Linked DNA regions of Mus musculus: region 1 is linked to region 2. Evidence: chromatin contacts called from public promoter capture Hi-C data. All regions are on one chromosome and are shown on one strand. The core of a region is the stretch at or near the end of the contact, and the rest is flanking DNA. Distances in the headings are between cores, read along the strand shown. Region 1 overlaps Ptpn14 (protein tyrosine phosphatase, non-receptor type 14). Region 2 overlaps Ptpn14 (protein tyrosine phosphatase, non-receptor type 14).

Region 1 (2,976 bases), core at 420-2,919, 120 kb before region 2:
TTTTCTTTTCTTTTCTTTTCTTTTCTTCCTTCCTTCCTTCCTTCCTTCCCCCTCTCTCCTTTCTTTCTTTCTTTCTTTCTTTCTTTCTTTCTTTCTTCCTTCCTTCCTTCCTTCCTTCCTTCCTTCCTTTCTTTCTTTTTAAATTTATGACATTTATTTGTGCGTGTCCTGGGGACCAAACTCAGGTAGTAAAGCTTGCTGTCTAGTACCTTTACCCACTGACCCATCTTGCTGGTCCAGATATTTCCTTTGTGTGGTGCATGGATACTCATGTATGGGGTATGTGCTTGTAGTGCACACCATTGTACATGGGTGCATATTCTCAGAGGCGGACATCAGATGCCCTATGCCGTTGCGACAGAGTCCCTCACTGAACTGAAGCTTGCAGCTTCTCATCTGGGTTGGCTTCTCACCAGAGAGCCCCAGCACTGTGGTGCGGTGCCCTTCCTGCCCTGTGCTATCATCTGTGCCCTGTGACCGTGCCCTTCCCGCCCCATATAATCATCTGTGTTCTGTGAGTCTCGTGCCTCCCCTGGCTTTCTGTGTGCTCGTCCACACCTAGCTTCTCATGGACGCTGGGAATCGCCTCACATGTGAGCGCTTATGGCCACTGGGATAGCTCCTCAGCCCTCAAGACACTTCTGATCTCTTGGGAAAACCGCCTCCCAATCTGCCATCCCTCCCTGCCTCCACAGCCTCCACCTCCATTTCTCTTTCTCTCATATCCTCTTCCACCCTCCTTATCCCCACCACCACGCCTACCATCACCCCTACTCCCCATCCTCACCCCCCACCCCTACCTCCATCCTCACCCCTATTTTCACCCCCCACCATCCCCCCCTCACCCCCCCCCCACATCACAGCTATCAGAACCCCATCCTCACCCCACCCCCATCCCCACCTCCCACTACCACTGGTACACAGTGCCCCTGGCATTATGCAAGGCAGGGCAGACATGGTCCTTGACACACCATGAACAGCAGGGAAAGCCATACAGTACTGACACTGCAAAGCAGCCTGGAGACCAACCTTGACCTCACAGCCACCACCTCGCAGCGGTGGAATCTCCCTCACTCCCCAAGACCAACTGCTGTGAGTCATGAGAACGAGAGCATGGTTGGGCAAGAGACAGCTCAAGAGGTAGGACTCCACACTCGCCACCAGCTCCGGGCGCCCCCATCAGGTGGCTCACAACCACGGTGACTACACGTCAGAGCCGCAGACACTTTCCTCTGGCCTCTGTGGGCGTTGTACTCACACACATGCCTAACCTAGCATCTCCACATGATTAAAAATATATTTTAAATGAGACAAAAGGGGGAAAGTGTGGGGAAAAAAGAAAAGCCACTTCTTCGTTGACAAAGATGAACGCTGCTAGAATCACAAACCAAAAATACAAAACACACAAATCACCTCAGTAATTAGAAAAGGCAGGCTAAGCAGGGATGCGAGGAAAGGAGGCCTAACGGTCTTATATTCATTTGTTAAAAGTCTTTGTTTAAAGAACAAACTAAATATGTTGGCCCTTCTCCTGAGAGGGAGACAGGAGTGGGAGGAGCCAGGCCTGAAGAACACACGGGGCGGAGCAGCCGGTCTGGTTGCCCCTTGGTCAACAGCAACCCTGGGAAACAAACTGGACAGATAAGGTTGGCTGTGCTGGCGCTGGGGGAAGGAAATGAACTGTGTGAGTCACCTTATCGCTGAATATCAATGGGAACAGAAGTTGTTTTAGGACTGTCCCACACCAGCAAGGAATGTGCTGGCATGCAGCTGGGTACTGAAGGAAACATACCACAGCGGGGGCTGGGGGCACTGAGCCTCAGTGGGGGGGGAAGCCCACCGGATCCCCGTTGGCTGCATCCCCCAATTCACACCCATTCAGCGCCAGGCTGGCTTTGATGCACGGTGAGCAGCGTGATCTCCAGCCTTCCCAGAGGCTGTGGATGGGGCTCCAAAGAGCTAAGGACAGGGCAGTGTTAAATAAAGCTGCTTTTCAAATCTCTGAGTCTACGAGTACACGTACTAACACACTGAAGCATCCATTACACAGAACAAGGGTTCCCTGCTGCACGATCTGGAACCTGAACAGCTTGTGGGAAACAGTGTGAAGGCAGGAAGTGACCTCAGAGGAGGAGAGCTTGCTTCCTGCCATCAGACAGCTGCTTAAAGTTACACAGGACCGGCTACATCATCACACGATTGCTCTGGGCCTGGCTTTCCTCCTCTGGGCCTGGCTTTCCATAGAGCAGAGGTAAGGATGCCCCTCTATTGACCTTACAGCCTAGGGTTTGGGACCTGGTGTAAGGGTTACATAGCAAGACCCACGAAGAAGCACAAGAAAACACCCAGAACTGGGGGGCGTACAGCTCAGTGGTAGGGAGGGCACTTTCCTGACAGGTGTGAAGTTCTGGGTTAGCTCCCTAGAACTTTCATAAACAAACCAACACACAAACGGAGAAGCAGAAACCAAAACCACTGCCCCCACCCTGCACACAATCTTATGTGAATGAAAGCAGAGCTGTTGTCGATGGCTCTCACTGTAACTCCAGAGTCTATGGCAGCTCGAGATAACACACTCCTATGTGATTAAAACAACGAATGGCCAATGCTGGCCCACATAGCACAATATATTGCCAATATACACAATATATTGCCAAGCCAGACAAGGGCAAACGCCCCCAGATGAAAACTATACCTGCTGTGATTATAAAAAGACAAAGAAGTGTAAGAGTATGTTCTATGGGGGTGTGGTGAGGTGTGAGGGAAGGGGTGCCTCGGTGGGCCCATGCTGAGGCATCCCTTCCCCCTGAGGGACCAGCCACACGACAGTATAGTATAGAATAAGGTTTATTCAGGACATGGAGAGGGGAGTTAAGAGGGTGGTAGAGGCAGAGAAAGGCAGAGAGAGGGAGAGAGTAGAGAAGTAGAAGCTGGCCATGACCACGTGGGGTGGGGAGTGTGGAAGGAAGTGGGGAG
Region 2 (2,939 bases), core at 231-2,730:
TTTTATGAGCCAAGGTTTCTCTGTGTAATCCTGGCTATCCTGGAACTTTCTCTATAGACCAGGCTAGCCTCAAACTCATAAATCTTCCTGCCTTTGTCTCACAGTGCTGGGACTACAGGCGTGCACCAGCTAGCCCAACCCAAAGCCAAAAGTTACTGTTTAAGTTGTCTGCTTGTCTTTTCCTGGACAAGAATAACACCCCTCTTCCCCATCCCCGCACACACCCAAGTAGCAGGGTTGTTTTTGTTTTTCCTAAGATGGAAACACAGAGGTTTCTTCTTTGCTCTGACCACTAACCCAACTGCAGACTCAAGAAATTTCAAGAATGAAATTCAAGTGAATTTTCACAGAAATACGCAGCCAGGAATCCCAGCAATCACATTCTACAAGATTGACTACAGCAGGCTAAAGGAAGCTACGTCACAGTCTCATTCATAGGCCTGAAACCAAACGAGCTACCAGGTGTCAGAAGCAGTCTCGGGTTCTGAGCTCCAGTGAAGGAGGCGTAGTTTGGAAGGAAGAGAAGAAAGGAAGAACTGTAATTGTATTATAATCTCAAACTAAAATTAAAATCTAATTCAAAGAAAGAAATCATGGAGGAAGGTAATATGACAAAAAGAATTCTCTCAATGCTTGCTAGGTGTAGGGATATGGTTTAGGTGTGTAAGGCCCTGGGTTACCAGTCCCCAGAAAAATGCATCCATAGACACTCATGCACAAACACATGCAGAGTGTCAGTCAATATAGTGTGGATTATGGAAAAATAAAAAACCTGAATCTCAGAAAAGACTTATCCATAACGAACTAAAATTAAAATTAAAATCCACTTCAGAAACTGAACTCCAAGGATCTCCCAGCGATCGGCCCAAACTCTTTCTTTAGCCCTTATCCATGTTCTAACAGTTACCACTTGACAGGCAGCAACCACTGCTGTTCAGATAGACTCGGGTTGCTTCCCACAGGGATGTAACACAGCTCACAAGCTCTCAGAGAAAGGAGTCCTAGCTCTAAGGATCTGTGGCATTCCCTTGTGAAATGAGGTGAGAGATGTTTGTAGTTCTGTCATAGGCACAAGAGCTACATGAGTCCCAGATTGCCTCCTCCCCAACGTGAGCACAGGCATGCACATGTGCAAGCAGATGTGCAAGCAGTTGTCCACATACACAGGGACACACACACAGAGAGAGAGAGAGAGAGCCAGTTCTCCCGATCGGCAAGGGTGTGGTCTGCCCTGAAAATGTTCTTGCCTCCTTTTCAGAGTCCTGGAGCTGCCCCTGAGGAAGGTTTATAGGTTTTCACCAGTTTCTAAGTAGAAGCCAAAGACAGGCACAGTGACAGGCAATGTGACACTTGTAAAACAGAACAAGAGAGAGACACGGTTGGTAATAAAAGGAGTTCATCTACAGTTCAAGCAAACACTGTAGGAAACCCACTCTTGGTTTCAGATGCAGTGTTTTTTGACTTGGTGAAAACCACAAAGGAAAGGGAAATCTGCAAGCTGTGGAGGGAAAGGATACCGCGCGAGGCAAGAGAGGAGCAAACCACAAGATGCAACCATGCAGTGAGGTCCCCTGTGGGTGCAGTGAGGTCCCCTGTGGGTGCAGTGAGGTCCCCTGTGGGTGCAGTGAGGTCCCCTGTGGATGCAGTGAGGTCCCCTGTGGATGCAGTGAGGTCCCCTGTGGGTGCAGTGAGGTCCCCTGTGGATGCAGTGGTCCCCTGTGGATGCAGTGAGGTCCCCTGTGGGTGCAGTGAGGTCCCCTGTGGGTGCAGTGAGGTCCCCTGTGGATGCAGTGAGGTCCCCTGTGGGTGCAGTGAGGTCCCCTGTGGGTGCAGTGAGGTCCCCTGTGGATGCAGTGGTCCCCTGTGGATGCAGTGAGGTCCCCTGTGGATGCAGTGGTCCCCTTTGCACTTGCCCTTTACCCCTTAGAACCCTGATGCTTTTGCTTTTCTACGGTTGCGCTTTAATATCCGGGTGAAGACGAGATGTGTTTCCAGGAACAGCTACCAAAGCCAAGCATGTGGTACCCTCTTGTAAACCCAGCATTCCAGAGGCGGAGACAGGAGAATCATCAAGGTCATCTTTGGCTACAAAGAAAGTTTAGGTCAGCCTGAGATATATGAGGCGCTATCTCAAAAGCCCAAGAAATTTAAGATTAAAAAAAAAATAGTTACTGAGAAAAAAACACATAAAGCCAAAGAGACAAAAGCAAAAGCCTGAGGGTTTTGTTTTGTTTTTTTTTTTTTAATAAAGACTTTCAGACCCCAGTGCAGGGGAAGCCAGGGCCAGGAAGTGGGAGTGGGTGGGGAGGGGAGCGGGGCGGGGGGAGGGGATAGGGAACTTTCGGGATAGCATTTGAAATGTAAGTAAAGAAAATATCTAATAATAAATCAATCAATCAATCAATCAATCAATTTTTTTAAAAAGACTTTCAGAAAGCAGGAAACAAAGTTAATCACCCTTATTTTTCTCAACTGAATAAGAAAATATCAACTTTTCTAAATCTTTTGGTTTTAAGATACCACAAGCAATTAGTAGTTGCAAAACCCAGGGCAATCAGGGTACCGAGAAGGCTGCACATTTAATAATATTAATAACTGCACCTTAAGTTGACAGTGCTCCAGGGAGCAGTCTGCCCATGTAACAAGATCTGCCAGGCTTGTCCTCTGACCCAGAGTCCACTTTGGAAACCATACCCCAGGGGCAATGCACTCCAAGTAAAGGAAATGTCATGTAGTCCACAGTGCTTACCCGATTCCTTACTCACACTGTTGAAACTAGACTAGCTCCAAGCTTTGGACTCCAAGAAAAGGGTTCAATCAATTACAGTACAACACAAGATGGAGTTACCCATGTTCATGTCTGCCCCCCATCCTACCACACACCCCATGTCCCTGTGGCTTGTCTGGAAAGGCTGAAGGGGAAGCCTGGATCCTCCAGC

What was found. Capture Hi-C pulls out chosen DNA fragments and counts their contacts.
Region 1: a contact with region 2 is called in a promoter capture Hi-C map of adipose tissue. The contact joins two enhancer-like sites. A contact is called at or near these places in 4 of 484 Hi-C or Micro-C datasets (embryonic fibroblasts, nephron progenitors, uterus and 1 more), 8 of 115 datasets of contacts at active chromatin or transcription factors (craniofacial prominence, double positive thymocytes, embryonic basal ganglia and 5 more) and 3 of 9 other capture datasets (adipose tissue, embryonic stem cells and liver).

The regions. Positions count from the first base shown.
Region 1 is chr1:189,866,379-189,869,354 of GRCm38.p6, reverse strand. The region is part of intron 18 of Ptpn14 (protein tyrosine phosphatase, non-receptor type 14); the gene reads right to left. Among named protein-coding and RNA genes, the nearest start is that of Gm26574, 30 kb to the right of the region's middle. Within about 2 kb of position 1,669, at least 166 of the 459 cell types and tissues checked have an H3K27ac peak or open chromatin away from gene starts, as enhancers often do. A contact at or near this core is called in adipose tissue and double positive thymocytes, where this site is marked.
Region 2 is chr1:189,745,257-189,748,195 of GRCm38.p6, reverse strand. The region is part of intron 1 of Ptpn14 (protein tyrosine phosphatase, non-receptor type 14); the gene reads right to left. Among named protein-coding and RNA genes, the nearest start is that of Ptpn14, 18 kb to the right of the region's middle. Within about 2 kb of position 1,480, at least 27 of the 459 cell types and tissues checked have an H3K27ac peak or open chromatin away from gene starts, as enhancers often do. A contact at or near this core is called in adipose tissue and double positive thymocytes, where this site is marked.